Linked DNA regions of Mus musculus: region 2 is linked to region 1. Evidence: chromatin contacts called from public promoter capture Hi-C data. All regions are on one chromosome and are shown on one strand. Each heading gives the region's core, a stretch centred on a gene start, on an enhancer-like site or on the middle of the called end of the contact. The rest is flanking DNA. Distances are from core to core; before and after follow the strand shown.

Evidence for each region. Capture Hi-C pulls out chosen DNA fragments and counts their contacts.
Region 2: a promoter capture Hi-C map of liver shows a contact between it and region 1. The contact joins two enhancer-like sites. A contact is called at or near these places in 1 of 39 promoter capture datasets (the C10 cell line), 11 of 484 Hi-C or Micro-C datasets (the C10 cell line, CD4 T cells, the G1E-ER4 cell line and 6 more) and 3 of 9 other capture datasets (adipose tissue, liver and pancreatic islet).

What each region holds. Positions count from the first base shown.
Region 1 is chr13:14,188,587-14,194,496 of GRCm38.p6, forward strand. Arid4b (AT rich interactive domain 4B (RBP1-like)) reads left to right here. Exons shown (of 24, transcript NM_194262.2): 21 at 2,557-2,670; 22 at 4,780-4,995. Among named protein-coding and RNA genes, the nearest start is that of Gm26129, 100 kb to the left of the region's middle. Within about 2 kb of position 3,440, at least 4 of the 459 cell types and tissues checked have an H3K27ac peak or open chromatin away from gene starts, as enhancers often do. A contact at or near this core is called in liver, where this site is marked.
Region 2 is chr13:13,992,818-13,998,146 of GRCm38.p6, forward strand. B3galnt2 (UDP-GalNAc:betaGlcNAc beta 1,3-galactosaminyltransferase, polypeptide 2) reads left to right here. Exons shown (of 12, transcript NM_178640.3): 9 at 1,598-1,723; 10 at 2,299-2,458; 11 at 2,910-2,966; 12 at 4,076-5,329. The coding sequence ends at 4,216. Tbce (tubulin-specific chaperone E) reads right to left here. Exons shown (of 17, transcript NM_178337.3): 17 at 5,134-5,329. The coding sequence ends at 5,272. Among named protein-coding and RNA genes, the nearest start is that of B3galnt2, 41 kb to the left of the region's middle. Within about 2 kb of position 1,899, at least 14 of the 459 cell types and tissues checked have an H3K27ac peak or open chromatin away from gene starts, as enhancers often do. A contact at or near this core is called in liver, where this site is marked.

The sequences.
Region 1 (5,910 bases), core at 2,190-4,689:
TTGAAGGGCCAGTATGTGTGTTAATAGTACTCTATCGTAATATTCTTGATTTTCCTGTGAAGGTTTTCAAAGTGGAGAATCAAACTAGGACTTTGTGAAAGTAATAGTGTCTTCTAAAGGTATCATAATTGTATTCTGCCATCATTTTTCTTATAAACGACTTTAATTAGGTGTTTCAAATTGGTGCACTCTAAGCTGACATTTGGGTTTGAAACACGCACATCCACTGTAAAGAGCACTGGAGGGTGTGTGTTTTGAGTCTCAGAGGATAGTGCAATAGTGAGAGTCTTAGTTGATGATATAGAGATATGGTAACCTATGCATCCTGTAATCCCAGCACTTGGGAGGTGGAAGGAGGCGGCTCCAGAGTTCAAGGCCAGTCTTGGCTACAAAATGAGTTCCTGCCCAGGGGTGCTGCATAGGGAGACCCTTTTCTTATTTAAAGAAATAAAGGGTACTAACTAAACCTTTAGTGAAAACAGAAGTTGGGGATGTACTGGTGCAGCTGCCATTGGGATTATCTCTATGTATCACACAATATCCTGGGGTTACAATACATAGTTGTGAAAAAGGCAATTTCAAAGGAAAAGAGTATAAGTTGGGCCTTCAGCAGTGTTGTATTAAATTCTCCCTCTTGAGAGATTATATCTTCTTCTTTGTCCTCAACACTAAAGAAAAATTAAAGTTATCCAGAAAGAGTTTGATACCTTTTCTACTGAGGCTCAGTCAGTGTTGCTCTTTTGAATATTAATCTTAATTAAATTAAAACTATGGGATTTGGGCTGAAAAGACGGTTCCTTGGTTAAAAGCACTTGTCACAAAGCCTGATGACTCAGATGTGATACCTAAAACACATTTGGTTGAAAGAATGAACCAAATCACGAACGTTGTCCTCTTACACACACATACAAATATTGAATTTTCTTTCTAAAGTGCTGTGGCTAGAGTGATGGCTTAGGGATTAAGAGTGCACACCACTTTTGCAGAGAACCAGAATTCAGTTCCCAGCACCCACATCAAGTGGTTCACAACATTCTGTAATTCCAATTCCAGGGGATTCAACACCATCTTCCGGCCTTCATGGGCACCTACCCAAGCTCATACCCACATATATAATTAAAAATAAAATAAATACTCTTTTAAGGGTATGGAACTTGAAGCCACCTGCTTTATCAAATCAAAGGACTATTCAATTTTTAAAAATTTATGCCTCAATAAACTCTTAGACATCTACCATATGGGCTCATTTTAATTATTTATTTATTTATTTATTTTTAAGATGTGTTTCAGAAATGTATTTATTCTGACTTTTGACTCACTTTTCTTTTAAGCATTAGTTTATAAAATACATAACAGAAGGAACTTGACGGTAATTAATTTATTTAGTAAAAAAAAATACAGATTTCATACAGTGAACAGCCTATTACATTTTTCAACCAAGAAAGCCATATTTTGTAACTATAGGTTAATTTTACCATTGATAACAGGAGCAGGAAGAAACAGTTTTGGTGCCACACCTGATGTCCTTTGATATGATGTGTTATGGTATTAGAAATTGGAAGCAAGTAGATATATCTGCCTCTTTTTTTAAAAGCTTATTTTTGGTAGTCTAAGATTGTGTATAATTCAAAAGATACAGAAGCATAACAAGGGCTAAAGACAACACTAATAGTATATAGAAATGCTACAGTTTAGAATAGTGATGAATTTGCAGCATCAGGGAATTTCTCATTGAAAATAAACACGAGCTAACACAGTTTAAGAAAGAATGATATGATGTTGGTTTATAATACCCTTTGCATGTCATTTCACACCAAAATGTCTTTTTTAGACCATGTTGCTGAGTTTGTAAGTTGTTTACATGTTAGTTAGCCAGTGCCCTAAAAGTAAATTCACATAAAACAATTAATGAGTTTCTATCAAAAATGTATCCAATTAATATGTTGCAAAGCACCGTGCTTTTAACCTGTAATTGCAGAACTAGGGAGGTGCAAACATAATCAGGAGTTGAAGGTAGTTGTCAGCTCTGTAGAGGTTAGAGGCCAGTCTAAGCTGTATGACATCCTTGCCCCCATATGTATCATTTAAAATTACATTACTCTGTTAACATATTAACTTGTAACAGAACCTTAACACTTAGTTTTATAGGACAGTCCTATGTTTGAGGTACTAGACCCATTAACTGCTGTGCTGACAGCATTTTCAGTCGTGCTTTTCCTGAGAAGAATGTACCTTGTTTTTCTGAAAGAAGCTCTTACATTTTCGGGTTGGCTGTCATTAATGACAGTTAGTTAAAAGTTGAGAAATAACTCATGTGATTATTTATCATAGAAGTGATGTGATCATGTGATTACATCTCATAGAAGTGTATAGTTTGAGAATACTTTCTTCTAAAATACTTAAGTCAACTAGGAAATGTCTGGCTGTGTCTTGTATTGCTGGACTGGATGTGTAGCTCAGTGGCAGAGCATTTGCCAAGCACCTGTGAAGCCCCGGCCTCAACCTCTATCCCTAGCAAAATAAAAGGGAGATTCTATTTTGTGTTTCTCATTACAGCCTGTACAGGTCAGAAAAGAGTGAAAGATACTCAGGGAGTAGGAAGTTCATCAAAAAAGCAGAAGAGAAGCCATAAAGCCACCGTGGTGAACAACAAAAAGAAGGGAAAAGGCAGTAAGTATAAAATTTGCTTTGAAGCTTCAAGATCCAAAAATAATAGTTGTCCTCCCCCACAAAGGTTATTTGATTATAGGATAATTCTACATTTTTTTCCACATAACCTTAAAAGTCACACAGGCTGGACAGTTGGTGCACACCTATAATGACATTGTTTGGGAGGTAGAGGCAGAAGAATCAGGAGTTCACGACCATTCTGGGCTACATAGCCAGTTCAAAGTCAGCCTGGATTAGATGTGACTGTCACAAACAATAAGCAGCCAAAAGTTACACAGGAGTTTTCTGATCATGGCTACAGCCTAGGATTGAGCAAATCGGTACTATAGGTATTGGTTGCTGGTGAGTGATCGTGTAGATATTATGACCCAGTTACCTTCATGTTCACAGTGTCTACATCTATGATTTGTGTTTTTGTTATAATGAAGTGGATTGCTTCATAATTTTTCAGAACAGCAGGCAAAGATAGTGTCATAGGCACAGTTCCAGTCTGTGACATTACATCTGCCTCCAAACCATACTACTTGACAGCAATCACCTATCTATCTCAGACTGGCAGGGACTATTCATTGGCCTGCAGAGACTATAATGCTTTGCTGCTTCTGAGGGCTGTGCATTTGATTATTTATTTATTTGTTTATTTTTTGTAGACAAAATAAGAAGTGGAAAATATGTAAAGAATTTTTTTTCAGGTGCCCCACACTGACCCCTGCTGCTCTTCCGAGACTCCTGCCACCTCCACTGCCTGACCTTTGCTAGCAGCGGCCTTGGCTGCACTGCAGTGCAGAAAAGGGTTACGCGGTCAGCTCCCCGAGCTTCTGCCGAGCCCATATGACTTCCAGGCGGTGAATATGGCATCCTTCGGGGCCCCGGGTGGCTGTGCTCAGCAAGGCCGTGTCAGGCAGGCTGAGGCAGGCCACAGCACATAAAGGGGCCAAGCCTTGGGTGGCTTAGTTAGGAGTTGCTATGGTTTCAGAGCGGCAGTGAGGACTGGAGAATTCAGTAAGACGTGTGTTTAGGACGCAGACGTTATTTACTTCAGGGGAGGAGGTGCACCTTTACAGTTTTGATCACTTTTGATACTTTCAGAGCCCCTACTTGGGCACTACTAAAGAATAATTCATCAATGTATGCCAAATTGGTTCTAGATTACTTGGTATAAGTAATAGAAGAGCTCAAATAGGTTTTTCTTACACTGTAATGCTTTTGTCTTTGTTACCATTTTAATGTCATTTCCAGAAAGGCTCATCTTCAAAGAGTCAATAAATAAGTTTGTCTAGTGGAGTTCATGGTAGTGTCCCACTTTGATTATCTGGCTTCCATCCTGGCAAATCAGGTCATTGACTATTCTCTGACCATTCTTAGTGTAATCTCTGCAACAGAATCTATCATGGTACTTTGTATCCAGAAAGAGGACATGTACAACTAAACAAGCCCTATTCCTGTCACAAGGCAAGTGGCCAGGGATAAGTTCATCCATTCTAGGACTGAAGCTTAATTAGTGATGGTGATGACTTATAGGAAACAAGCTATTGAGTGTAAAGAGGTTAAGGAATCTATTAGTGATGGTGATATGTACTACTGTGGCAGTGGAATTGCTACATGTTGCTGTGTACTAGAGTTGTGTAGATAATGAAGACGTTCCTACAAGGAATCCTTTATTCCAACAGAGTAAAAAGCTCTTTAGCTAGGTAAGAGCCTGTGACTGAGTGAAGCATCTGTGATATAGGTATGTGGGTGCATCAGCTACTGGCTCACTGTGTTTCATAGTAAAGCTAGCAGAATGGAAGGTCAGTGCAACGAGTTCATACCTATTGGCAATATAGGTGGGAAGACTTTGGCATTTGTTTCCCTTGGATGAGCTATGTCTGCATACGCATGTGCTTTTTCTAGGTTTTATTTTTCCAGTGCTGGGGGCTGAACCCAGGGACTTGGGCTTGCTAGGCAAGCATTACACAACTGAGCTAAATCTTCAACACCGATTTTCTAGGATTTCTAGGTAGATTGTTTACTGTAGTAGAAAAATCAAGTGGTATATTTAGAGTTATCCTCGTAAGTTGATGATAGTTTGACCAACTTTTGTTTACTGATGGTTTCTTTCTCTTTCAGCAAACAGTAGTGACAGTGAAGAACTCTCAGCTGGTGAAAGTGTGACTAAGACTCAGACAATCAAGTCAGTCCCCACCGGAATGAAGACCCACAACAGCAAGTCTCCAGCAAGGGTACAGTCTCCAGGAAAAGGTGGCAGGAATGGGGATAAAGACCCTGATCTCAAGGAGCCTAGTAACCGGCTTCCCAAGGTTTACAAGTGGAGTTTTCAGACGTGTAAGTGACATATGTAGTTTAGATGTAGGAGTTTTGTCTTAGTTACTCCTGATGCCGGGGCTTTAAAAAAGAAACTACACTGAGCCTGAGAGACATGGCATAGTATAGACCTTACTAAGATCCTGATTAGAATGAACAAATTGCTAAAAGAAAATATTAAGACAGGTGCTAGCCAGCACTGAGTACATGTAAGGCTGAGAATCTGCCTGGAGACAGTGTAGGGTGCCGGAGGAATGGCTTACTAGTTAAGAGTATGTTCTTCCAGAGGAGGGCAGTTCAATTTCCTGCACCCATGTCAGGCATCTCACAACTGTAACTCAGGGGCTCTGATACCTTGGTCCTCTTTGGGCACCTGAACTCAGGAACATAGACCACACATACCCAATTAAAAATAGTAAAAATAGGAGTGGGTGAGATGGCTCAGTGGGTAAGAGCACTGACTACTCTTCCAAAGGTCCTGAGTTCAAATCCCAGCAACCACATGGTGGCTCACAATCATCTGTAATGAGATCTGACTCCCTCTTCTGGTGTGTCTGAAGTCAGCTACAGTGTACTTGTGTATAATAATAAGTAAATCTTTTGGCTGGAGTGAGCGGGGCCGGCCAGAGCAAGCAGAGGTCCTAAATTTAATTCCTAACAGCCACATGAAGGCTCACAACCGTCTGTACAGCTACAGTGTACTCACATACATAAAATAAATAAATCTTTAAAAATAATAATAATAAAAATAAATCTTTTTCTTACTTTGTCTTTTAAAGAAAAACATCGTATGGTAGCTAGGTATGGGTCCACCCACCTGTACTCTCAGAGCTCAGGAGTCTGAGACTGGAGGATTGAGAGTTTGAGACTAACATGGATTACAAAATAAGACCCCCGTCTCCTTTCTCTTCCAAAATACAATTTTAACCTTTTGGT
Region 2 (5,329 bases), core at 649-3,148, 200 kb before region 1:
TTTCTTGGAGTCATACTCTGTAGATGGTCCGGTTAGTTTGCTGAAGGTAACATTATCTAACTGGGACTAGTTATTATTTTGGTAGAAGGCAGTTGAGTCTGAAATACCAGGACTGTATTTAGACAGCAATAGGAGCCTATCCCGAGCAGGTGGTTGTGGTGCATCTAAAATCCCAGCACTCAGAATTCCCAGTGTAGATGCCACTGTGAGGAGTTTGAGGAATGGGAAGTCAGGACTTAAGATTGGGGTGAGGGGGGGCACTAGCATTTCTAACAGAGATCTTTCCCAGGGAACCTTCAGTTTTCCTCCTCCTGCTCCTTACCTACCTCTCCCATTGTTTTTTGCCTCCCTTCTCTTTACTGTTGTCAAACCTCAGCAGAGCTGTTTTTAGATCTGCCTCCTCATAGCCCACATTACCACTTACCATCTGTTTTTCAGCATGCTTTGTGTAGGAAACCCTGGGGACACAAAAGAGGACTAGTGTAGGAGGGCACTAGTGGCACCAGCCACGTTTTAAATCAGTGTTTAATTATTTGACCTTATTTACTCAGCAGAGTCACCCACCAGTGATCTAAGCATCTTTGAAAACAAAAGCGTATTTCTGATTGGCAAATACTACGTTTCTGTTATACTGTTAAAAATAAACGACTAAGTTTGGTGGTGTGCACTTTTATTCTCATTTCTACAGAGGCAGAGGCAGGTGGATTTTATAAGTTTGAGGCCAGCTTGGTCTATATAGTTGGCTGATCCCCTTACAAATATGTACTTACAAACAGATGTGTTGTGCAGGGACTGACAGTCAGGGAACCTAGTTTTGCCTTGTTTGATGTCATCAAGAAAACTAGAGAAATGAAGTTCTTACAGAGGGTTGGTTGTTTATAATAATTGAAATGCTGGAAATTGGTTCCAAAGACAAATATGTTTGCACCTTATAAATCATGTTTTAACCCATAATATATTCAGTTTTTTTTTTTTTTACAAAGAAGCTTTGCGACCGTCTGTCTCACTTAGTATTTTGACTAACCTAGAATTCAGAGCTCTCGGATCTGCTTCCCACCACACCTGGCCCGTTTCATAACACATCACATTCAGTGTTCTAAGTGAGAGTTTCAGGTCTGATACCTGTCCCATGATGAGCTTTGTAACCAGGCACACGTGGGGCAGGGTACAGGTGACAGGTAGGCCTGGTAGCTGATGTGGAGAATGACTGGGAAGCCCTTGTTAGCATGCATATTCTAAGGTGGCCGTGGTGGCGCACGCCTTTAATCCCAGCACTTGGGAGGCAGAGGCAGGCAGATTTCTGAGTTCGAGGCCAGCCTGGTCTACAAAGTGAGTTCCAGGACAGCCAGAGAAACCCTGTTACGAAACAAACAAACAAACAAACAAACAAAAAAAAATGCATATTCTACTTCAGTCAGACTTTTCTGTTCATTCTTCTGTGATTCCAGTTGATGAAGTGAGGACCAAGTGCAGTCGATGGCCACAGTAATGGTGTTCTGTGTGTAGGGTAAGACACTGAAGGTGCACAGCTGTACAGGTGTAGTGTTGTGCCCTTCCATAGCTGCACGGACTTGCATATTTCTTTTTCTGTCAACAGGACTGTGGAATCCACCAGCTTCGATTTGCTGCTCAAGACAGATGACGACTGTTATATAGACTTAGAAGCTGTGTTTAATAGAATTGCTCAGAAGAATCTAGATGGGCCTAATTTTTGGTGGGGAAAGTAAGTGAAACATGGACCGCCAATACCTGATTAAGTGTGATTAATTTAGAATGAAATATGGAAGTTACTTTTACATAGATAAAGTTAAGAAAATTATTGATTATACTCTTCTGGGTTAATATGTTATCACTGTAATCTGAGGGAATTTTGTTTATTTTATTGAAAAATCTCAGGTTTATTAACCAGGAGTCAAAGATGTGGCTTTTGTTTTAGAAGCACACGGTCTCCTGCAACTGTTGTATCCTCTTTGCTTAGTTTGGTTTGGTTTCGGTTAGAATCATGTCTGACACATTTCCTCAGCCATTGCCTCTGCTGCTCAGGACCAGTGCCGGGTTGATGATTTGGTGGGTTTGGTTTCAGTTAAGTATGTCCTGAAACACAGGGTGGGCTTCTCTTAGTTTCCATTCAGAAACTGAGAGCTTATCTAATCTGTATAAACTACCATTGGGTAAATAATTCCTTTCCTTAGGCAGCAAGAATCTTTTTCCTGCTTCATCTCCTTGGTAGTGATGGAAGGCAGCTAGTAGAAGGATATGGCCAGCCATTACAGAGAAGCCACCATTGTAACGTCTCAGTTTCAGGTTGAATTGGGCAGTGGACAGAACCGGAAAATGGCAGGAGCTGGAATACCCGAGCCCGGCTTACCCTGCCTTTGCATGTGGGTCAGGGTATGTGATCTCCAAGGATATCGTTGACTGGCTGGCAGGCAACTCCAGAAGGTTAAAGACCTATCAGGTAACAAGGTCACTCATACAGTCCAGTGTCCTGAGATGTCCCTGAAGCAGAGCCAGCTTACCATGGCTGTCCTTTCTCTGTAGGAGTTACTCCCTAAAGATCAGGGACATTTACCTGACACTTCTCAGACTCTAGCCATGATAACTATTCTAATATTTTCTTTGAGCCTGCTTTCACTGTTTTTAATCTTTGTTTGGAAATGTATTCTGTGGAGGAATGTAAACATTTCTGTTCATAAAGAAGTGCTTTCTTTCTCCTGGCTTGGTTATAGAGTCAGGGACCAAGTATGTATGCCCAGTGTGTTGATGTAAGGTATGTGAGGAAAGGGCTTGATTGCTGTGTGCTTCCTGTCTCCCATCTCTGGCTCATCGTTACACATCTGGGTTGGCTAACTCTACATATCACTTTTTGTTACAAAAACATTAAGAAGTTGGCATTTGCTCCTGAGTAGGGTGAAGATGTCAGCATGGGCATTTGGATGGCAGCCATAGGACCTAAAAGACACCAGGTAAGCAGGTCTGGGATGCTGACCTCTGGGCTCTTGTAGGTGTGCAAGTGAACATCCAACCCTTGGCACCGGGGATAAAAGGCTTCTGGTGTCCCAGCTATGATTTTTAAATTGTGACCTCTCAACTTTTCTGACAGCAGACTTTACCTAGAATTTTATTTCTAAGGACCTAGTGGTGTGGAGGCAGGATGTGTGTGCAAAGACTAAAATGGAAGGTAGGAAAACGGGCTGGAAGGAACAAGATTTTTGCCTCATTTGTTGTATTCATTTCTTGATTCTTAACCTTCTTCTCTGGCTGTAGAAGGTACAGAAAACAGGACACGCACGCAGTGTCTGCCATTCAGAGCCACACGTCCACACTCACTCAGCAGGACCAGAATAAGCTCGAGTCCTGCTGCTACATCATACTCCGCCTTCTCAGCAAATCAGAGTCTTGTGACCTATAGTTTCTATAGGCTGTGTGTGGAGCTTGTTGTTATGTGAAGATCCTTACTGTGACCCCACTTAAATCGTCATACATAGGATATTTATTTTGTTTTGCCCTATGGGGCACTGTCATTTCTAAATAATTTACATTGCCTTCTGGAGCTGAAGAGCCTCTTGGACAGAGGGCTTTGTTCTCTTCCATGTACACAAGGCATAGTGCCCACTCTGCTGCCACTGGTGAGTCCCTCATTCTAGGCGTGCTTTTGAGAGACAGGGATCAGCAGCCTGTGTTCATCAGAAGCATGGTTTTAAAAGATTTTTAGATTTTTACTCAGGATCTGTGTTCTGAGATTCAATGTGTTTCTTCATATACATGTTCTGTTATTCCGTTGAGCAGTATAATACTTGGGACTTGCGTCAGGCATCTTGGACATGCCTGCTCTTACAGCATAGTGATGGGAGGAACTCAGCTTCACTCTCACAGCATTTGATACTTATTCAGATTTGGGTAGAGTACATTTAGGTGTCCTTCCTATCTATCTATCTATCTATCTATCTATCTATCTATCTATCTATCTATCTATCTCTCCTTCCTTCCTTCCTTCCTTCCTTCCTTCCTTCCTTCCTTCCTTCCTTCCTTCCTTCCTGATTCTGTCTTGTATTTCGTATTTGTTTCTCAACAGGACAGCCTGTGGCTGTGTGAGAAAACCTGTGAGACAGGAATGCTGTCTTCTCCTCAGTACTCACCAGAAGAGCTGAGCAAACTCTGGGAACTGAAGGAGCTGTGTGGGGATCCTTGTCAGTGTGAAGCAAAAGTACGATGATCCCCAAACCCCAGGGTCTGTAAGTGCAAGGAAAGCCGTGGCTGGTATACCGTGAGCTGTAAGCAGTAGGGTATTACTAGTGTTTGCACAGATCGTAATCAATCAACTCATACGGTATCATAAGTTTTTATTTATAAATTTAAAGATTATTTATACCAAATTATTTTACAAAAAATATTGCTAACTTTTGATCACTTATACTAATTAGCAACTCATTACCATTTTTGGTTAAATGGCCAAATTCAGAAAATAACTCCATTTGAATCTCCAGCAGGGTTACAAAAAAGCTCTACAAAACTTAATTAGGCCAGAAAGAAACTACAAAGATGCTGTGTGGCACAGGGGCCACATATACCAAAGTCTGGGTTGCTGGAAATACCAGTTTGTGGATCTCTGATACAACCTGACCTTGAAAAGGAAATGTAAACTAAAGTTTGGTATCTTACTTTTAAAGATGTTTATCTACATACATATCATGTTTTCTTTTACTGTTTAAGTAAATCCTGAATGTCTTAGCTTGGTACTGAGACACACGCTCGCTAAACTGTTTTTGTGAGTAGAGTCAAAGTAAACACCTCAGGGTTCAGTGTCACAGGGAGGTGTAGGGGAAGGCACTACTCTGCCTTGCCTGATATGTTTACCTAAGCTTGCACAGGAGGTGGTGAGACGTGCGAGACAGGCTCAGTGTACGCATAGCATAGAGAAAGTATGTTACAGGTCTGAAGATGTGGTTCCTCAGCTTAAAGGACATTTCTCAGAATGACCAACCAAATCACTGTAGTGAACTTTTTAAAAGTTAAGTAGCCCACAGCAGATGTTAACTGTGCTCAGATTTAGACTACTGTTTCTACTCCATGTTTACATCTTCACATAGTGAATGCAGTAAGGTGTGAAAACAGAAAGGGCAGAGAAATCAATAGTAATCAAAGCCTTTATTATTCTATTAATATACAACCAAATGGTCTTTTCCCAACAAAACATAACATCATTTGTGAGGGCAAAGGTTTTGTTTCTGGTGTATACATTCCAGTCGTTAAACTCTTACGGTTGGACTGTTACCATCGCACTAGTAGGCAATCTCCATTTTCCACAGAATAAAACTGTAATGGCTGT